2 separate regions of the Macaca mulatta genome follow, and region 2 is linked to region 1. A link is a contact called in public Hi-C data. All regions are on one chromosome and are shown on one strand. Each heading gives the region's core, a stretch centred on a gene start, on an enhancer-like site or on the middle of the called end of the contact. The rest is flanking DNA. Distances are from core to core; before and after follow the strand shown. Region 1 holds the start of ATMIN (ATM interactor). Region 2 holds the start of PLCG2 (phospholipase C gamma 2).

The links. A called contact is a pair of places that touch in the nucleus more often than the background predicts.
Region 2: a contact with region 1 is called in a Hi-C map of liver, with 3 times the contacts expected there. The contact joins the promoter of PLCG2 here to the promoter of ATMIN in region 1. A contact is called at or near these places in 2 of 14 Hi-C or Micro-C datasets (fetal cortex germinal zone and liver).

Annotation. Positions count from the first base shown.
Region 1 is chr20:76,423,288-76,428,340 of T2T-MMU8v2.0, reverse strand. It overlaps ATMIN (ATM interactor), which reads right to left and starts at 2,401. Exons shown (of 5, transcript XM_077986946.1): 1 at 2,370-2,401; 2 at 2,040-2,290. The coding sequence starts at 2,069. All of the region lies in intron 1 of C20H16orf46 (chromosome 20 C16orf46 homolog), which reads left to right.
Region 2 is chr20:77,099,885-77,104,887 of T2T-MMU8v2.0, reverse strand. It overlaps PLCG2 (phospholipase C gamma 2), which reads right to left and starts at 1,629. Exons shown (of 33, transcript XM_077986963.1): 1 at 1,452-1,629.

The DNA.
Region 1 (5,053 bases), core at 1,152-3,651:
CTACTAGGCAGGCTGAGGCAGGAGACTCGCTTGAACCTGGGAGGCGGAGGTTGCAGTCATCCAAGATCGCGCCACTGCACTCCAGCCTGGGCGACAGAGTGAGACTGTCTAAACAAAACAAAACAAAAAACCCAACATAATTGAAACAAACCTACTGTATACTAACCAGTCCTGAAAAGTAAATGGTATCTTTATGTTCAACAGATGTTTACCAGGGTTTTTAAACAGCTAGAGCTCCTAACAGCAAGTCCACAGAAAGGAACAACAGAAACTATTAAGAAATAGTTCATTCTAAGTTATGATTAAATAAAGGATTTAGGTTGGGCACGGTGGCTCACACCTGGAATCCCAGCACTTTGAGAGGCCGAAATGGGTAGATCACCCGAGGGTCAGGAGTTCGATACCAGGCTGGCCATCGTGGTGAAACCTGTCTCTACTAAAAATACAAAACAAAATTAGCAGGGTGTGGTGGCAGGTGCCTGTAATCCCAGCTACTAGGGAGGTTGAGGCAGGAGAACTGCTTGTACCCGGGAGGTGGAGGTTACAGTGAGCTGAGATGGCGCCATTGCACTCCAGCCTGGGTGATGGAGTGAGACTCTGTCTCAAAAACAAACAAAAAAAACACAAAAACAACAGGGAAAAAAAGGATTCAGTTAAAATTTAGTATGAAAACAAAACAATAGGTTGAAAGCCATTCCCAGAGTTACACTTGTGTGCTGAAAGAAACCTAGAGCTTTTCAGTCCAACAATTCAGCCCTACCTGCAGGGTCTTCCTCAGCATACCTCAAGTACATTTCCTGACTGGCTCCCTGATCTTCATTTGAGAACGTTGTTGTACCTCAGTTTAGATGGTGGTAAGAGCAGATCACCCTTCATTGGCGACACATCTGTCCTACTAGAGACTACAACCTCAGAGTTTTCTGCTGTGAAATTCTTATCAGAAGCCTGACTACGCGCAGACAGAACATGCAATACTCTGGGTACTCTAAATTTACTCCTGATCATCAAAAGCTACATATTCGCAGAACTGCTTTCAATGACTTGCGCTTTTGAATTACGTCACTGCTGGCCTGGAGTGGTGGAAGGAAACTTGCCATTGTAATGACTGAGAGATTATGACTTAATAGGTCTGGGGTGGGGTTGGACATCTGGATTTTTAATAAGCTTGTCACAGATGTGTCCCGGGGTTGAAAATTACAGCCCCGTTTTGCATAACATGGAGGGTTGTTCAGACTATTGTCATGGTGTATTTACTGTGTCCCCCTCTTAGAGAAGAGCCACAGGGGCAATTTCCCTTAGGTCTCAATCCTGAGCTGATCTTACCAACACCGTGAAACTGACCGATGGTGTTTAGAGGCAAACCTACCGCCCCTTTAAAACATTTTTTTATTCTTAATCGACACACAGTAATCATTCCTACTGATGGGGCGCAGTGTGCAGCATGGATGCACATACACATTGCACAGTGATCAAGTCTGAGTATTTAACGTGTCCTTGACCTCAAACGTATTGTCTCTTGGTGGTAAGAACATTTAAAACCCTCTCTTCTAGTTATTTTGGCACATACAGTCCACTGGGCAGCACCTAAGGGCGGAATTGTGGGTGTGGTGGCAAGCACAGGGCTTCAGAACCAGAGGCCCCGGTTTAAAGCCCCGCATCACCTAGGTTGTTGCATAATCTGTTTCTCATTAATATAATGGAGACGACGCGTCCGTCGCCAAACTGCAGTGAGAAGTCACGGGCAAAAACGTGTAAAATGCCTGGGCCGGCGCCCGGCACAACCCTCGGGGCCAGGGAACCGGCGCGTGTGGCAGACCCGGGGCTCCCGGCTCCTCCTCCCCGCCAGAGGCCGCACCTGCGGGGCCAGTCGCGAGGGTTCGACAGCCGCCTCCGGCCGGGGCGGGCAGACGCCGGCGGGGCAGCGGCGGCGCGCAGGGCGCTCGTCCCCCCGAGGCCGGGTTCGCGCGCCGGCGCCGGGCGCTTTGTTGGAGCCAGGCCCAGCTGCCCGGGCCGCCGGCCGCCGGCCGCGTCGGGCTCACCTGCAGGCGGTGGCTCTTGACCAGGTGCATGTTGAGCGCGGGGCTGTTGGGCAGGATCTTGCCGCAGCCGCGCACGGTGCACAGGATGTTGGTCCGCACGGCCCGGGACAGCTCACTCACCGACGGCTGGATCAGCTCCCCAGCCGGCGGCGCGGGGGCCGCGGGCTGCTGCGTCGCCCCCGCGGGCCGCGGCCGGCTGCCCCTCAGTCGGGGTCCCGGGGGCACCCACGGGCCCGAGGCGGCGGCGGCGGCTCCTCTCGTGGCCACCGGGACGGCCCGGGCACCCGCCGCCAGAGCCGCTGACCCCGCCGCCGCCGCCTCCGAGGCCGCCATGGTTCCCGCACGGACGCGGGGCCCAGCTTGCAGGCCCCGCCCCCGCCGCAGCCACTTCCGGCAGGGGGCGGGGCCGCCAGGCTCATTAGCATCCGGCGGGCCCAGGAGGCCGCGGCGCCTCCTGCCGGCTGCGGAGGGCGCGCCTTGGATGGAGAGGACTTTAGGTGAGGCCGCCAGGGGGCGAAATTTCACCTGCCAGCAGGTAAAAGGTATTGCCCCGCCCCTCTAATCGATCCATTCTTCCTAGGAACGTGGCTTCAGGCAGTAGTCAGATAAAAGAAAAATCAATACGTTGAGCAATGCGTTTACTTCCCAAAGATTAGAAACAACCCAAATATCTAGTGGCAGGTGAGGCAGAAGTACAGTAATTTCCGCCGTTTTTACCTAGGCCTTGCTGGGTACCAGGGAGGTCTAGTGGATACACTTCTCATGCTGTGTCTCATTTTGTCTTCAAAACGACTGTAGCGGGTATGTACTGTAACTTGCCCCACCGTGTGCAGAGAATGACATTTAGGCTTATATAAATTAACTTGACCTAGACCACACTATACAGATGAAAGGATTGTTATAATTGATGGGGTTAATCATTTTAGGGAAGCAGGATTTGCTTGCTTCTATTTTAGTTGCTGAAATTAGGATTACTGTTTGGGAGACACTGTAGTTCAGTATATGATTCCAAAACTTAAATACTTAGACTAGGTAGGTCATGTAAATGGACATAGGAGGCTGGGGTAGACAAAAGGGAGGGGTGAGGACTGCAGTGAAATTGGAAACACATCCTTTATTAAAAGGGGGCAGCTGCCACTCATCTTTGGCATGGCTAGAGTTTTATGTGAAAACTTCCAGCTTTTACATACTAGCAGCTATATTCGTTTTCTCTTGCTATTAACAAATTACCATATGCTTATTGCCTTAACACAAATTTATTATCTTCCAGCTCTGGAGGTCAGAAGAAATGAGTCTGCTGGGCTAAGATCAAGGTGTCAACAGGGCTGTATTTCTTCTGGAGGCTCCAGGGGAGAATCTGTTCACTTGCCTTTCCCAGCTTCTAGAGGTTGCCTACATTCCTTGGCTTATGGCCCCTTCCTCCATCTCCAGAATCAGTAACTGTGAGTTGAGTCTTCGTCACATCACATCACTCTGATTTCTTCAGTAGTGATCCGACTCTTCTATTCTTGAGGCCCCTTGTGATGACATTGGGCCCATTCAAATAATCCAGGATAATTTCTCCAACTGCCAAGTGCCTTTGCCTTGCAAGATAACTGTGATAATGTGAAGTATATATTTGGTCTTTGTCCTGGCATGCAACTCCTAAAATCCTTGGAATCAGCAAACTGATAAGTGTCTTTTTTACGCTAATTAGTTGACTGATGACTTGCAGTCCCTAGGTAGCTTTAGGATGGGACTGGTCATTGGAAAGACCAAGGTAGGATTAGAGGCTTGAGACTTTCAGCCCTCCCCCTCATCCTTTGGGAAGGAGACAGGGGCTGAAGCTTAAGCTGATCAATCATTTCTAGGTAATGAAGGCTCCATAAAATCCCAAAAGAACTGGGTTTAGAGAGCTTCCAGATAGCTGAACGCATGGAGTTTCCTGGAGGGAGGCACACTCAAAGAGGGCATGCATGGAAGCTCCATGTCCCTTCCCACAAGACTTGCCCTATGCATCTTTTCATCTGAATCCTTTGTAACATCCCTTTGCGAAGTCAGACTATGTGTTTTCCTGAGTTCTGTGAGCTGCTCTAGCAAATTAATTGAACATGAAGAAAGGGTTGTGGGAAATGCAATTTATAGCTGGTTAGTCAGAAGTGCAGGTGAAACAACCTGGGGCTGGCAACTGGCCTCAGAAGTGGGTGGTAGTTTTATGGGACTGAGCCCTTAACCTATAGGGCCTGATGATATCTCCAGGTAGTGTTGGAATTGAACTGGAGTACACCCATCTGGTATCTGCTGTAGAACTGATTCCTTATGTCAACCAAGAAGAGGTGAAAGGGCCAGGCGCGGTGGCTCACACCTGTAATCCCAGCACTTTGGGAGGCCGAGGCAGGCGGATCACAAGGTCAAGAGATCGAGACCATCTTGGCCAACGTGGTGAAACCCTGTCTCTACTAAAAATACAAAAATTAGCCAGGTCTGGTGTGCATACCTGTAATCCCAGCTACTCAGGAGGCTGAGGTAGGAGAATTGCTTGAACCCGAGAGATGGAGGTTGTAGTGAGCCAAGATCGTGCCACAGTACTCCAGCCTGGTGACAGAGCAAGACTCCGTCTCAAAAAAAAAAAAAAAAAAAAAAAAGAAGAGGTGAAAGACCACACTGCAAAGCAGTAAGACAAGGTATTAAAAAAAAAAAAAAAAAAAAAAAAAAGAGACAGGGTCTCGCCATGTTGGCCAGCTCGGGGTCAAGTGATCCACCTGCCTCGGCCTCTGAAAGTGCTGGGATTACAGGCACAAGCTACCACATTTGGCCAAACAAGACATTTGTATTGGGGTCTTAGAAATTACAATTTGGGGCCAGGCGCGGTGGCTCACGCCTGTAATCCCAGCACTTTGGGAGGCCAAGGCGGGCGGATCACGAGGTCAGGAGATCAAGACCATCCGGGCTAGCATGATGAAAACCCGTCTCTACTAAAAATACAAAAAATTAGGCAGGCCTGGTGGCGGGCGCCTGTAGTCCCAACTACTCAG
Region 2 (5,003 bases), core at 380-2,879, 680 kb before region 1:
CGCGGTGGCTCAAGCCTGTAATCCCAGCACTTTGGGAGGCCGAGGCGGGCGGATCACAAGGTCAGGAGATCGAGACCACAGTGAAACCCCGTCTCTACTAAAAATACAAAAAATTAGCCGGGCGCGGTGGCGGGCGCCTGTAGTCCTAGCTACTCAGGAGGCTGAGGCAGGAGAATGGCGTGAACCCAGGAGGCGGAGCTTGCAGTGAGCCGAGATCGCGCCACTGCACTCCAGCCTGGGCAACAGCGTGAGACTCCGTCTCAAAAAAAAATAAAAATAAAAAAATAAAAATAAAAATAGAAGTTAATCACTTATGTCTTTAGATGAATGCACACTTAGACGTAGACATGTAGCTTAGAAGGTATATAAGCTCTGGAAAACTTTGTAATTTTGAGTTGGTCTGGGGATAATCTCCAGGCCTTCTCCCTGTACCCGGTTACAGAAACCAACTCCTTCCTTTCCCCGTTCATCTGCATCTGGTTATGGGGCCGGAGAATAAGCAGCCCCACCCTCAGTTTGGTCCGGAAACACTCCTGTTAAAGGGGGGAGCACAGGAGCATACCAGAACACTCTTCTGCCAAGACAACTTCCAGACTGGGGACTAAGTCTCTGGACCCCAGGGTGGGGAAGCCTGGGCCCCCATCTCAGGGGGTTCCTCATCGGCTACCCCAGGAGCTAGTGCAAGGCCGAAGCCACGTCTGGGCGACACGGGGCGGGGCGGGCTGGGTGCAGCAGGGAGCCCTCCCATTCTGGGCATCCTGCCTCTGCCAGGGCTGTGCTCCTAGGTGGAGCCACCGCCTGCGCCTGCACCGCCTGCAGGACCCAGGTCTGTGCCTTCTGCTTCCCTCAGCCTCGCAGAGCCTCCCCGCCCCGGGCTCCCGCAGCTGCAACGCTGGGCAGGGAAGCCGGATCTCCATGACAACGTTGACGTCATCGGCCCCGGGCTGGGAACTGCCTCCCGCCCCCAGCAGCGGCCAGGCCCAGCCCCAGCCCGGATCTGCAGCAGCTGGGACCCCCACGGGGGTTGGCGCCGCCGACCCTGTCCTCTGACCTTCCCGTCCCGGCCACCAGGGGCAGACAAGCGTGAACAGGCCAGCCAGGCTCTCACCTGCCTGCCAACTTCCCGAGATCCCGCTTCTTCCCGCCCTTTCCTTTTGTCCTCAAATTGCTCTCAGCTGGTTGCAAGCTCAACAGACCTTGCTTCCTGTTTCATTAACTGGAAGCCCCCTCCCGGGAGAATGTGCATTTTAATAGAATGTGGGGAGTGATGAGCTCGCTGCTCCCTCGACGGCTTCACCTCTGCCTCCCTTTACTCCACAATAAAGAACAACTCCCAGATTATCATATAGCCCCTCCCCCATCCGGGGCGTCTACCCCGTAACAGCTTCCCACTGCCCTAGTGCTGCGACTTCAGAGACCTCGGCTCTCCGCAGCGACCCAGGCCCCCGTACCTCCTCCTGCTCCTCCTCCTCCTCCCTTCCAGCATCTGTTCCGCCGCCGAATTGCCAGGCTCTGCCTCGGGGCCTCCGCACATGCTCTTCCCTCTGCCTGCAAGGCGGTTCCCTCCTTCGCCTCCCCTCGGGCTGGAGACTCCAGCTTCTCTCCAGGTCTAGGCTCGCAGGTGAGCTCAGTGCTGCCCCCTCTTGAAGGCGCTCACAGCAGCCTGCACTTCCTTTCGGCCCTCCGTGGCTGTCCCGAGGGTGAGGACAGTTAACAATGAAGTACTGTGTGTTTCCAAACAGCTACAGGAGGCGTCTGAATGTTCTCACCACAAAGCAGTGATCAAGGTTTGGGGTGATGGATTTGCTCGTTAACCTGATTTGATCATTACACAATGTGTACATGTATGGAAACCTCGCGTTACACCCATAAATAGGTACCATTGCCAAGTGTATCTGAGACATCCCAAAGTATCTGAGACAGGGCTCGATCAATCGAGAGAGTTTATTTTGCAAGGTTTAAGGACGTGCCTGTGACACAGCCTCAGGAGATCCTGATATGTGTCGAAGGTGGTCAAGGTACAGCTTCTTTTTATGCATTTTAGAGAGGCATAATACATCAATATGTGCAAGATGGACATTGGTTCCATCTGGAAGGCTGGGGCAACCCAAAGGGAGCAGGGGCTTCCAGGTTGTAAGTAGATGGAAATTTTTTCTGTTTGCCAATTGGTTGAAAAAGTTATTATCTGTAGTAAGAAATGTCTGAGTCATGGCCAGGTGCCGTGGTATCAGCACTTTGGGAGGCCAAGGTGAGTGGATCACTTGGGGTCAGGAGTTTGAGACCAGCCTGGCCAACATGGTGAAACCCTGTCTCTACTAAAAATACAAAAATTAGCCGGGTGTGATGGCACATGCCTGTAATCGCAGCTACTTGGCAGGTTGAGGCGGGCTGAACCTGGGAGGTGGAGGTTCCAGTGAGCCAAGATCACGCCACTGCAGTCCAGCCTGGACAACACAGTGAGACCCTGTCAAGAAAAGAAAGAAAAAAGAAACAAACAGAGAGAGAAAGGGAGAGAGAGAGAAAGGAAGGAAGGAAGAGAGGAAGGGAAGGAGGGAGGGAGGAAGGAAAAAAAGAGCCAGGTGTGGTGGTTCATGCTTGTAATCCCAGCACTTTGGGAGGCCGAGGCGGGTGGATCACGAGGTCAGGAGATCAAGACCATCCTGGCTAACATTGTGAAACCCCGTCTCTACTAAAAATACAAAAAAATTAGCTGTGTATGGTGGCAGCGCCTATAGTCCCAGCTACTCAGGAGGCTGAGGCAGGAGAATGGCGTGAACCCAGGAGGCGGAGCTTGCAGTGAGCCAAGATTGCGCCACTGAACTCCACCTCCAGCCTGGGAGACAGAGAGAGACTCCGTCTCTAAAAAAAAAAAAAAGAAAGAAAAAAGAAAGGAAGGGAGGAATAAAGAAAGAAAGAAAATGTCTGAGTTGCAATATGGGTTGTGCAGACCAAGGTTTTCTCATGCAGATGGTGCCTCCACGTAGCAGGCTTCAGAGAGAATAGGTTGTAAATGTTTCTTATCAGACTTAAGGTCTGTGTTAAAGCTGGAGGGTATAATGAGAAATGTCCAACCCCCTCTTCCAGGACGGCCTGAACTAGATTTTCAGGTTAATTCTAGAATGTCCTTGGCTGAGAGGAGGGGTCCATTCAGAAGGTTGCAGGGCCTTACAATTTTATTTTTGGTTTACAGTGTCTGTTAAAAACAAAATAAAATGCAAAACAAAAAGGAAACTGATTTGTATGATCATTTGTTTAGCAGTTGCCTCCACCCCCAGACTGTATGTGGCCTGAGGGTGAGGATGGCATTAGTTCTATTCATTCCTGAGTCCCTAGCATGCAGGTCACACAGTGAGTGCTCAACACATATTTTTAGACAGCCTTATTGAGGTATAATTCATACACCATTCAGTTCACCCTTAGAAAGTGTACAGTGCAGTGGTATTTAGTGTATTCAGAACTGTGCAGACCTCATTATGTTGGATTTTAGAATGTTTTCATTACCCAAAAATGATACCCTGTACCTGTGGGCAGTCACCCTTCTATCCCCCATCTCCCTCAGCCCTAAGCAAGCACTAACCTACTTTCTGCTTCTATAGACACTCTGGATGTTCGTATAAATGGAATCACACAGTATGTGCACTTTTGTGACTGACTTCTTCCACTTAGCACAGACTTTTAAGGTTCTATTTGATACATTGTGCTCAATGAATAAATGAATGGGTGACTGGATGAATGAAAGGCTGTGAGAAGCAAAGGCAGGGCCCTCTCCTGATGGGATGATGGGCAGTGGAAAGGAGGGCTCCGGGTACACTTTGGGATCCATGTCTAATAAGGATGCAGCTCTGACTGAGTCTACAACTGCCTGCCCCAGGCACATCTCTGAGGGTCTGCAGCCCAAGATCAAAATACCAGTCTTGTGGCCCAACCCCTGAGTTTAGATGTAGGTCAGAGGCTGGGCGTGGTGGCTCACACCTGTAATCCCAGCACTTTGGGAGGCCGAGGCGGGTGGATCACGAGGTCAGGAGATCGAGACCATCCTGGCTAACACGGTGAAACTCCGCCTCTACTAAAAATACAAAAAATTAGCCGGGCGTGGTGGCGGGCGCCTGTAGTCCCAGCTACTCGGGAGGCTGAGGCAGGAGAATGGCGTGAACCTGGGAGGTGGAGCTTGCGGTGAGCCGAGATCGTGCGACTGCACTCCAGTCTGGGAGACACAGCGAGACTCCATCTCAAAAAAAAAAAAAAAAAAAGATGTAGGTCAGAAGACCTACCCACCGCCCCTCGTTCCACGAGAAGAACTGCTTTCTGTTCTTCACACTGGCATTTTTCATTCATTCATTCATTTATTCCACAGGGTCATGGTTATGATCTACAAGTCCTTTGTAAATGAATATACTCTTTTTTAAAAAAATCAATTGCAAGAGACAGATGGTGGTTCTCAATTGAGACTTTGGGTTAGACCTGGGAATCTTACCTCTGCAAGTCCATTCTGTCAGAACTCATTCCAGGAGGTCATGCCTGAGACCGTTAGTGCTTGGTCTTAGTGTTTGATGGGACAGTGCTCCCAAGGGGCTTGGAAGGCCTCTCTGTGAACATGGATGCTAAGTAGAAATGATTTTACCAACATGTAAATGCTGTCTCAATTCCTGCCTCTCAGTGCCCCAATTCCTTTTGTTTGGTTTTTGTTTTATTTTGTTTTGTTTTGTTTTTGAGATGAAGTCTTGCTCTGTCACCTAGGTTGGAGTCCAGTGGCATGATCTTGGCTCACTGCAACCTCTGCCTCCCAGGTTGAAGCAATTCTCCTGCCTCAGCCTCTCAAGTAGCTGGGAGTACAGGCATCTGCCACCACGCCCGGCTAATTTTTCTACTTTTAGTAGAGATGGGGTTTTGCCATGTTGGCCAGCCTGATCTCAAGATCCTTCCACCTGCCTCAGCCTCCCAAAGTGTTGGGATCACAAGCATAAGCCACTGCACCTGATCAGTGCTGCACTCCTTATTGTATG